2 separate regions of the Gossypium hirsutum genome follow, and region 2 is linked to region 1. The links are chromatin contacts, called in public Hi-C maps. All regions are on one chromosome and are shown on one strand. Each heading gives the region's core, a stretch centred on a gene start, on an enhancer-like site or on the middle of the called end of the contact. The rest is flanking DNA. Distances are from core to core; before and after follow the strand shown.

What was found. Hi-C and Micro-C count contacts between places; a contact is called where the count stands out from the background.
Region 2: a Hi-C map of leaf shows a contact between it and region 1, with 2.0 times the contacts expected there. The contact joins the promoter of LOC107954590 here to the promoter of LOC107951648 in region 1. A contact is called at or near these places in 6 of 34 Hi-C or Micro-C datasets (hypocotyl, leaf and petal).

The regions. Positions count from the first base shown.
Region 1 is chrD07:25,209,186-25,215,130 of Gossypium_hirsutum_v2.1, forward strand. LOC107951648 (protein-lysine N-methyltransferase EFM1) reads right to left here and starts at 3,508. Exons shown (of 17, transcript XM_016886772.2): 1 at 3,356-3,508; 2 at 1,624-1,728; 3 at 1,440-1,533; 4 at 1,163-1,337; 5 at 974-1,079; 6 at 795-877; 7 at 633-659; 8 at 318-487; 9 at 64-177. The coding sequence starts at 1,674.
Region 2 is chrD07:25,427,333-25,433,277 of Gossypium_hirsutum_v2.1, forward strand. LOC107954590 (peroxisome biogenesis protein 16) reads right to left here and starts at 3,059. Exons shown (of 8, transcript XM_016890190.2): 1 at 2,480-3,059; 2 at 1,722-1,779; 3 at 1,172-1,385; 4 at 758-1,065; 5 at 396-664; 6 at 250-317; 7 at 112-173. The coding sequence starts at 2,560.

The DNA.
Region 1 (5,945 bases), core at 2,258-4,757:
CTGCAGTAACAGACTGAACCAATTATAGACAAGAGAGCCGCCGACTAATAAGGACTAGCATACCATGGTTGCAAAAGTCAATGCCAGGGAGAAGACCCTCCACCCAGACAGTTTCTTCTTGTTTTGATGTCGAAGTTACTCCATTGACTTTGCTGTCATTCCCATGAGCCTCAAATCCTGATATAAATACATTGTAAATAAAAAACTTTAACCTCAGTCGAAAGTTAATGCAGTAATTTTCAACAGTAAAAGCAAATAAGAGGAAAGAGAGCTATACAGGAAATAAGTGGTAAATGAGAACTAAAGCATAACCTCACTTTTTCCATCGATTTCATTAATCGGCTCTTCACTATAACTATGACTGGTGGAACCCTCGGAATTTTTGTCAACTGGACAGGTTGTGCCCACATCGTCTTGAATTTGGGGGAATACATAAGAATGCGGAAGAGGAAGGTTCAAAGCACGAGACCAAAATATAGAATTTGCCCTAGCATTATAGAAATCATGCAATATTAGCCATCAAAGTTTTAGGAGCAGGGAATGTCATCATATCATTGTCAAGCTCTTCCATTTTCCCCACCCCACGCCAATTAAAGAGAGTTAGAAAGAGTTCATTTTGAGGGGATTCCTACCAAAGGAAATCTTCAAAGCACACCTCACTGCAAAAGAAGCATTAACAACAGTTCACGTTTGGGAAATAAGAAAATAACCAAATTATTCTTGACAAGACCAGAAACTCAACAATTTAAATGCAACAATGGATTGCTATCTTGTTTAATGTAATTAGTACAGACCTTTCTGAATCTCCATCAAGAACCAGAAGTTTCTTCACCAATTCCTTCACTTTATCTTCGTATACAGACATCAAATCCTTTTTCTATAAAACAATTGTACTAACTTTCATCATCATGGTTAGTCAAATTTCATCAATTTGATTTTCAAGAGAAACAGAAAACTAAATACTAATATTTACCCGCAATTCAGTTGCTCTATACAAGGTTGTTCCCCTCAACTCCAAAAGCTCATCATCAGTAAACCAAACCGGATTACCGAAAGTAGTAGGAAGCATATCAAGGTACCTGACCCAACCTTTCAATCCACATAAATAATAAAGGGAAAAAAAAGAACACTAAAATGCCAATCACATAAGTTAAGTACGTACGGTTTCCATGAAGAATTCTTTCGGAGACGTTCCACAATAAGAAATAAAATCATTAAGAACCTATCATCAACTTCTCCTTCTTCAAACATTGCTCTACACTCTGCTCCAATTAAAGGATCTTGCAGTACCCTCATTGGAGTTATTGCTAAATCCAGTGGAACAACAAGAAGAACCCCTGGCCAGTTTCTTTTCCTCATAAAATTTATGAAAACCTTACAAAGAATCAAACAGAATTCTATTTTTTAACTTCTTTGTTAAAGGGCTTTTTGCTACTGACCATCTTCGGGGGAACCATTGGTGGAATAAATACCGAAGCCTTTGGTGGAGTCGCAATACTTGATATTGCAGCCGCGGAATTGAGCTCCGTTTACCTGAATTAAAATCACTGTTAGTTGAACCAGAGGAATAGAAATGTAGAGTTGACGGCTTGAAGTTGAGTTCAGGGTGTTGGAGAACTAAACCTGAAGCCATTGAAGGAAGTGCTCGAGTTTTGCTTCCTCTGTACACGCCATTATCGTCGGTGATGGTTACTTGGCTCAAGTTGGCTGGTGACCAAAGGCACTACACTGAGGTTTAATAAGGGCTTTAGCAATTAGGTCCGAAAAAAAATTGAGAAACTTAAAACTGATCCCAGTTGGGGATGGCAGCGGGTTGGATATCTGCAATTTATGGATTATCCGAATCCACAAATTATCCAAATTTTACTATCCAATTTCGAATCAGAATTAAATACATTATCCGCCAAATATCTGAATCCGCAAAAAATCTGAATTTAACATTTTCAACCTTATGTCGGATATCTGAATCCAACATAACCCAAATCCAAATCCACTAAAACTAAAATTTTAAAAATAATATAAAATCAAATAAAAAATAATTTTAAATAAATTTTATTCATAACTAAAATAAATAAATGTAAAATAAATTAACAAAAAAAGCTAAATAATAATTCAAACAAACTAAACATAATAATTTCACAAAAATTTAAATATTACTAACAATTTAAACATAAAAATTCCAAGCAAATTAAAATTTCAATAACAATTCCAGACAACTTGATTTTCTAGTTCTGCTTCACTTCTTTGACTATATAATGATGGAATAGACCTCGATGGAGCATTGTCACTTTATTTTTCACAAGATTGAAATATATTATCATTTCAAGGCAGTCCTTTGTAAGCTTTCAAAACTGCAAATTAACCACCAGCATTCAAATGAGCTTTTGTAACCTAGTTGCTCTATGAAATTAGAAAATTCCCCAAGCAAATGGAAGCAAAACCAAAACCTTCATCAACCACTTACCAATCTTGCATTAAACATGAATCGCCTATTTCCATTTATAAGAATGCTGAATGTGTTTTGTTCATGCATGCATTGTACTTAAATAGCTTGACAAGTATAAATGGCATTAACTGGAATGATATCAGATGTCAATGGCTCTAAAATCCTCCTTACAGTCATCATCATAGAGCAGAATTTATCACTTGAGCTAAAACGATAAAGCTAAATTAACTAAGTCTAACAATTTCTATCTCTAGTTCACAATCAATATCAGTTGGAATATCAATATAAATGTTTAACTCCAGCCAGTATAATTTTACCTTTGAGCTAGTTCAACATGAGCTATCCCTAGAAAACCAAAACAATCAACATTTAAAGACAAGATCAAACAAACAGAAACCTTCTCACTATCCCCCATAAACTCATTGTTTTCACTACAAGCCATTTTTCAATATACCTATAAAATTTTAAAATTAACAATTCAGTTCATAAACATTAACAATAAGCATCAAAATCAAAACATTATAAACATTTTTCATGGTTCGAACATCTATGTTCTTCTAGCTAAGTAAATTTGGAGAGACAAAGAAAAAGAAAAGTTATTATTATTATTTTATTACATTCGGACATGACAGACTCTCTCTCTGTGTTTTGGTCTAAACTTCAAACTCTTTCCATTTCTTGTTTTTCTTTCTTTATTAGAAAATAAATGAAATATATTAGAATGGAAGTGAGTGACGTTTGGAAGTTGTAAGAGATTCCATGTTTCCTCATTAGCTCATTGTTTGTTTCCTTCAAATTCAATGCTGTCAAAGGAGACTAAGGGCTGACATAGTAACATCTATAACTAAAAATCAACCAGAAATAGAATCCTAAAACATCAAGAATGGGTTTACAAGTAACGAAACCAACCAGTCAAATGAGAATTTTAAGGGCCGGTGGTCGACGGTGCCTTGTTGGTGCTTGCCGGTGACTGCCTGACTGGTGAGAGGCTTAGAGCTTGAGACGACACTTTTGGGAATTTTTTTGGTTTTGGTTGGAGTTGGGCTTAGCCGCTTGTATTTTCAATATCTCAACTTTCTAACCCAAAACTTGGTTCAATGGTTGCGGGCCTGCTTCAACCAACTAAACTATTTTCAAAATCATTTTTATTAATATTAGATATTATCACACCAGGTGGAAGAAAAAAAATGATATTAAAATTATATTTATATAAAAAATCAACAATTAAATTATAGGTGAAATGGTAAATTGTTTATATTTAAACATTTTTTAAGCTTCCGTTTTATGTGACAACATTTTAGAGAATTTTCTCGAAAAGGTCAATCCCCTCAATAGAATGTTTATGACACCTTTCACCATTTTATTTTTAGTCACTAGCTAAAGAAAATGACACACTCTTTAGGGATATTGGCTCTTCCAAATGGTTCTTTATTTTGCATTTGGTGGGTTCAAGTTGATCTTGAAGCACTTTTCATCGAAAACAACCCATTACCATTCCATTGTCAAAGAAATGAGTTTCATTGAGCCTGCCGATTAGGATGTAATGTCCCTGCAATGAAAAGGACCATTGATCAATCTAAAAGATGTTAGAATTCACTCCAATCCCATCCTCCATCTATGTGTACCATATCATCTATGTGCACTCCACTTAGGTCTCGACAATGATCTTCCAGGGGATCAAAGTTCGACATTCAATTATCGGACCAAAATTTGATCTTTTCCCCTTTCTCATGGTCTATCAAATGTTATTCTTTTAGTATCTTTGAGATTGATTTCCAAAGGATTACTTTAGCATTACTTTTAAAAAGTAATTCTGGCACTCAATGATTTAAGATTTTAAATATTTAGCATTATTGTTAAAGAATTTTGTGAAATTTAAAATGCTCATTTTAGATATGAAATGGTAAAATAAAAAATAAACTAATTTAAATGATATTTAGATTCGTTAATATTATTACACTAAATAAAATATCAATTTTGAAAACTTTAAACAATTAAGATAAATTATTTATGCTAAGAGGGCTATGGCATTGTTGGTTAAGGTGAGGCCTTGGGTCCTTATGTATCCAAGTTTGAGTGCCACCATTCTTAATTGTGATGCGTGGATCTTCAATCCCAATACGTGCGTTTATAGTTGCTTTCTCTTCTTTGTTTGTTGTGTTTTTATATTGGCTATATTTTGTGTTTCGACATAATTTATATTTGTAATATTAAAATAAAAAAAACAAATTATTTGTAAAATTTTATTTCAATATATAAATCATATTTAGATATTAAAATAACATACAATTCATAAGTAATGGAATAATTGACCCAAATACAAAATATCTTTTTTTTTTCGTGTCTTTATTATTACTATTGACAAAATATTATATTTGAATTATTTTGTATTATTAAATATTCAATTTAAATTGTAGTAAAAATATAAAAAAAACTATAATAACTGAAATATAAAATTTAAAGACTTTTTAAACAATTATAATAAATTGTTTGTAAAATTTATTCAATATATAAGTCATATTTGAAATTTATAATTAATATATGTGAGAGCCCAAGTTTGCTCGGGCCCAAACCAGACAAAAATCAAACATAAAAAATAAATAAAAATTCCAAAATATTAACAATCCAGTTACAATACTATCCCAAATCGAAAGCCCAAAATTACAAGCCCAAATCAAAAAACTTAAAGGCCCAAAAGCCTAAATTTTTCTTTTCAGAAACAAAAACCCTAATCTAGTGCCTGTGCGCCGCTCCTCCCACGTCAGCGCCGCTCCTAGCGCCTATCCCCAACTGCTCCGTCAACCACCCTGCAAAGAAGAACAAACACGCAAGAAACAATGAAAAAAATAGAAGAATAATGTTGTAAAATCGGCTATAAAAAGCGTAAAAACCGATTGTAATGAGGGTTCTTTTTTTGAAAAAAACAGAGAAAGAAATACAAAAAAGAAATGCAATCAGAAATTTTTTAAACAACAGAATACGAGATTTCAAAGGTGATTGATTTTCTTTTTATTTATTTATTTTTTTCAAATCATTATATATAAATATAAAACATAAAACAAAAAAAGGAAGGTTTTTACCTGCTTCGGTTGACGGAGAGAAGAGGAAACTGAAGGGTTTCTCACTTTTGGCCCGATTTTGCCGAGATCTCGGTGCTTTTAACCCCAAAACGGGGCTCCTCATGAAAAAGAGGTTAAAAGGAACCATTTTAGGTTTTTTTGGCCACCGTCGCCCACGACCGGTGGCCGGCACGGCGGTGACTCGCCGGAGCCAAGGCCGGCCGAAGGGTGGTTTGGAGAAAGGGGAGAGGGTTTCAGAATATTTTTTAGAAATGGGGGTGAAATGATTTTTTTTGGAAATTTTTTTGACTTAAGTAAGGCTCCAAAACGGCGCCGTTTTGGCCTGTTTCCTCCGGCGCCAAAACGACATCGTTTTGGCCAACCCGAACCATTTGGCCTAGGATCTGCGTGTTTTTTTAAGGAGGGTTTATTTGCACCTT
Region 2 (5,945 bases), core at 1,809-4,308, 220 kb after region 1:
TATAAATCAAATATATATTAATTTCTTGCTAAATTATTTTAACCAATAACCTGCATGGACTTATGCCCATCAATTTGAAAGATTAAAGAGGAATGGATATGTTCCGCGTACATGTTAGAGTCCCAATTAAAGGAACCGGCTCCAATAGGCTTTCAGTGCTGGCAAGCTTTTGCCTGAAGAACAAATATGTATTAGTTTGTTGAATTATTCATCAATGGGAAAGGTATCAGCAATGAGTTTATCAATTACCTGGTATACTTGCTAAAGAATGGTTCTCTCATGAGGTAAAGTGCCCACAACAGTTTCCGTCGTTTAACCTGGATTCAACACTTCATATCAGCACAGCCCTAGTTTGAGTGTGTAAGAATATTCATTATAAAGCAAAGACTCTTAACCTCATCCTTTTCAGAGGCAGAAAGATGGAACCATTGTTCTCTTTCAACCATCCTGGATTTTGTAACATGTGATAGAAAGCCGTATCCAATGAAGTCCACACCCAGAGAAAGAAACCAAGGAATCCATGACCTAATTCCGTATCTTCTAATGAACAAAACATAAATAAGTGGTCTTGTAATAAACAGGATCTCCCCTAGAACAAATAAAGCTCCATTAACACCCTTCTCCGACAAAATCATGGAAAGAGTAGGCCTTTTAATAACTGAAGCTGTAAAAGGGGAAAAAACGCAAAAATTAGCAAACTTCCCCATCAATTCACCCTAACAAGTAACCAATCATGAAATTTTAAAGAAATAATCACTTGGAGGCGCCATAATCGCATGCTGTTGTTGAATTCTCTGGAACCATACAGGGTCAGACACCATCCTAGCAGTCTCTCCAAATCTGCTCAAAGCAGACAATGCCCTTCGTTCAATAGTCCATGGGTTTGACCCATGATTGTTTTGTAACAAACCAGCTCCATGGTGATGACCTCCAGGCCTAGGGAAACCTCCGATTCTATGTTGTGAACCTGTATCGTCTGAACTTTTTTCAACATTTGGAGTCTCTCCTCCATGAAGAAGCATTTTATATCCACTGTTCCGAAATAAAGCTAACCTAACTATCACCCTACATCAAGTACAAAATAATCAGGCAAATGCATAATGCCAATAAAATTAGGAGGAAAAGCTTAGGTGTTTAAAGCGTCACACATTATATAAAGAAGCTTTCTTACTTGATAGCTTCTGTAGCAGCAATGAAATTCCATTTCTTATCACCATAGTATTGCTCAGCGACAACTTCGACCAAAGTTTCCAAGTCCTTTAGGGCAGATATGCACAACCCATAAGGGAATGATAAAGGATCAGCAGAGCCAGGATGCCTCTCAGAACGAGTAGTATCGATTATATGCTCATTGATGGCAGTGACTATGCCCAAAATTGCAGTTACTGCATAAATTTACCAAATAGTTCATTAAGAAAAAAGAACTCAGTCTATGAAAAGATGACACAACTTAAGTTGGGAAATATTTTGATCTTCTTCACACTGACATTACAAACCAGGGGACTTAAGAAGGGGAGAGGGAGCGGGGGCACTAGATTTAGCTAGAACCTAAAAGGAAGTAATTGAACACCACATTTAAAACGTTAACTCATTTCTTTCTCAACAGCAACCAATTAGATGATTACTTTGAATCAAGTAGGGGTTGGGGGTGGGGAAATCTTATCAGTTTCTACTTTCTAAGCTATAAAGAAACAGCCAATGTTACCAAAGTTTCACAAAACCTGCTTCTGGCCCTATCTCTGAAGTGGAGAACCGTTCAGGAAGAAGCCACGTCAATCCCTGCACAACCATTTTCAATAACAGCATAAGATAGCAACACTCAATTTTCACAACACAGTAAAAAATCATTCACAAAATGTTGCCCACATTCCCAAGCATGCGCGCATGCACACAAATAATCCAAATAACCGAACTATATAGATCATAGTCCATAGATACAAAAAGAAAACATAAGTTGGGAATTGGGGTATATATTATCCACAGTGAAGAATAAAAAAGAATCTAGTCGGAGCAGCTAACTGGAAACTCTAAAATTACAGATAATCATCACTCTTCCGGATATAATAACTTTCCATTTTTGTTGTTCAACTGAATGTGTTTTCAGATCCAATATCTGAAAAACAAAAACAAGTAAAAGGCATTTTTATTTTCTTTCATTTCATTTTAAATTGCAAATGGATTTCCTTCACTTTTAAGGAAAGATGGAAGAGGCAGTAGCCAGAAATTATAGCAGCATAAGTGAAACCCAGAAAGTCACCCACTCTAAATCAATCAAACAAGAAATAAGCTTTGGAGAAAAACAGATTAAAGCACTTAAATTTGGAAGTATGAGCATATATGATAAATTCAATGCACCTTAACATTATATATATAAGTCATTTACCAAGAACCATAAAAAAGCTATTAAAATTAACCTTCCGAAGCAAGGAAAAAAAGGTTGACATTGGGGGGGGGGTTGGGGAAGAAGATAAAAGCTTACATTGGCAAGAGACTCCAAAGAGTGTACGTAGTCTTTGTTCCTCCTAACCCATGTCTTATAAGCCTCCATTGATTCGCACATACTTTATCAGGTAATAAAAAAAAATTCAATTCAAAAGTTTCGAAACCCTAGCTCGCGGAGCCACTCTCAAGCCAATTCATGCTCAATCTTATCAAAATTTTGGAAATTCGGAAGAAACCCAGATTCGCAAATACCCAATCAGTAAACCTTTTTTTTGCAATTCAACCGTTGACTCAATTCCGCAGAGGAAAATGGAAGAATGTTGAGGATAAGTTGGAGATGGGGAAAGTGCGAGGGCTACGAGGTGTGCCTCTTTGTTACTAAAATTGGGTGCTGAACCTCGAGAGTTGATGATTGGATTGTGTTGGATCACTGAATTCGGGTTCGATATGATGGGGGAGACCACGAATTTTAGCGGTAGGCCATTGAGGTAATGAAAAAACAGAGGATCATAAAAAGGAGAAACTCAGAAAAGACAGAAAGAGGGAGATGACAGGATATCGGCTTTGTGTGCACCCGAATGAGTTATTGACTTTCACAAAATCATGAACGTCGTTATTGTCCAAAATATATATACACATTAAAGAGAACATTGCCATCATCGTAATACCATGAATTAGGTGATTGCTAATAAGTGCTTTAAACTACTTCTTCCATCTTATTTATATCTATTATTTTCTAATCACAATATTATTTAAGATATTATAAATTTATATAAATTTTGATAATATTTTTAATATATCTTATAAAATATTTATTAACCCGTTATAAAATCTAATAATTTCAATCGCAAGTTATAACACATTTATAATAGTTCTATGCTTTGTTATTTTATATGGTATATTTTATTATATAATTGTGAATAAAATAAGGGTAAATTACACCATTAGTCATTAAAATATATGTAAATTTTTATTTTGGCTACTTAACTTAAAAAAAAAGTTACAATTTGGTTATTAAACTATTAAAAAAAATTTATTTAAGTTATTGGACTGTTAAAATCGATGTTATATGACTTTTTCTGTTTGCATTGCTTGCATCAATCAAAAGTTCTCTTTCCCCTTCTCTTTTATAGTCCAATTTTCTTTTCATGAAACAGTTTTAGACATCGTAAATTTGATAATTAAAATTCAAACAACTTTTTTCTAGGATCTTCGACAGTGACCTTCAAATCGACTTGGATTTAAGGTATGTTCTTCTACTCGTCGATGACTATTGATCTACTGTACTGATCGTCAAATCGTCGCTGGAATTCACTAATGAAATTAAAAAAAGAAAAAAAAGAAAATGTAATAATCCAGTGACTTAAATAAAAACTTTTAAATAGCTCGGTGACTTAAATGAAAACTTTCAAATAGTTCAATGACTAAATTATAATTTTTATTATTTATTTGCTAAGCATAAATCAAAGACTTTTATTGATGGAGTCAGATTAACAAAAAGCTCACATAGTTGGTAGAAAACAACCTCTAATAACAGCAAAGAGAACCTTTACAAAACCCATAACAACAATCACCAAAACTAAAGCAGAAAATAAAAAATATACTAAATCCAAGCTTTAAACATCACAGCGCTGTCGATTCTTGTAGAACCATGCGCCATCGCTGCTGTCAATAGACCAACACGAGCTGCCTTCCCTTCCCAATGGCCCAAGCCAGGTGATATAATAATCGAAACTGGAACCTTGGAACATCAAGGTGACCCCAAATATGTTCCAACATGATAAGATAACAAAGATGCATACTACCACCACGCATTAAACAACATAGACCCATCGACCCGATCTTTGGCAGAGTCAGCCATTGAGTTACGATCCCTGTTTACATGTTGAAAGTAAACACACCCAATTTTCGAAACAAAGCAATCAATCTCATCAAATTAACCCCAAAGTTTCCAGGGCCGATCATCTTTCTTCTTACACCAAGAAACCGCAAAAGCTGAATCGGACTCAATGATCAAGCCCTTACCTCTCAATCGGGACGACTGAATAAAGAGGGAAAGTGCCATTTTAATAGCAATAAGTTCAGCAACAATTGGCATTGCAGAGCCAATGGGATCCGAGAACATAGCCAAGACAACACCGAGATAATTTCTAAGCACCCCCCACAACCCCCCTGGCCAGGACAACCTTCAACGTTATACTTCAAAAAACCTGCAGTAGGTGGTGACCAACACATTCCATCAGCAGTAAATTTTCCTTTCTGAATACTGTCACAAGCAAAAGGTGAATCCACCAAACTGTTTCAACAAAAGATAAGATCATCTTTGATAGCTTTAATCCGGAAAAGCGGTCTGACTTCAGTGAGAAAGATTACTGCATCAATGGAACAAAATTTCTTCTCAAAGATTGCTGCATTGCGGGCAAGCCAAATGGGCCAAAGAGCTGCAGCACACGCCACCCACCAAAACCTTCTCGAGTGACCATTAAAATGGGAATCGAAACTCGAATAATGAACGCCTTTAACGAAGGGAAAGCAACCCAAGAAAGGTTCCACCAATTGAAAAAAAAGACACCAGAAATATACATATGCCTGCAATCAATAAACATATGTCCGAATCCTCCGTGCACTCATGACACCAAGGGCAAAGTCATTGCTCGAACTCCACATGCACACCTTTCCCAGTGAGAAAAGCCATTGTTGGAAGTCTTTCCAAATAGCCAAGCTATAGGAATGTTTGAACCTTAGGAGGGATTCTCAATTTCTAAATAGTTTTTAGATTAGCATCAAAGAAATTAAGAGTTATCATTAATAAGATTAGATAACCTTTTAACAGAAAATATACCTCTAAGTCTAACGTCCATTTTCCAAATAATCCGATCACACCTTTCCGGATCAACGACAATCAACTTAATTAAATCACACAAATCATCCAGCAAAGACGCTTCTCTATCCAGAAGAGGTCGAAAGAAGAAATCCCTTCACCTATCATGTATGAAAGACTGGTTAACAGAGTAATCCACTACCTTTGCCATTTTATTATTGGCAGGACAAAACAACCTCAGAAACAAATTCTTCGAGGGTAGATCATTACACCAAACATCGTACCAAAGCAAAACATCCGTACCATTAACTACCCCCCACCAGAAACAATCGCGCTCCAAGAACTTATTAACCGGGTCTTCATTTGCAACACCAACGATACAACGCCAAATGTCCGACATCTTCTTCAACCCAACAGTAGAAGGACGCCACTTAAACAAATCCGTACAAGGACTTTTCTCCACAGAGAATTAGGCTCCTTAGCAAAGCCCCACCACCACTTAGATAAAAGAACTTGATTTTTGAATTCATGATTAGAAACACCAAATCCTCCTTTTACTTTCGGCCTGCACACCCTTTTCCACCCCATCTTAGCCATCTTACGATTCGATTCAGGACCGCCCACAAGAAGTTCCTCCGTATCTTGTCAATTCGATTAACCACTCCTTTAGGAATTTTAAGGA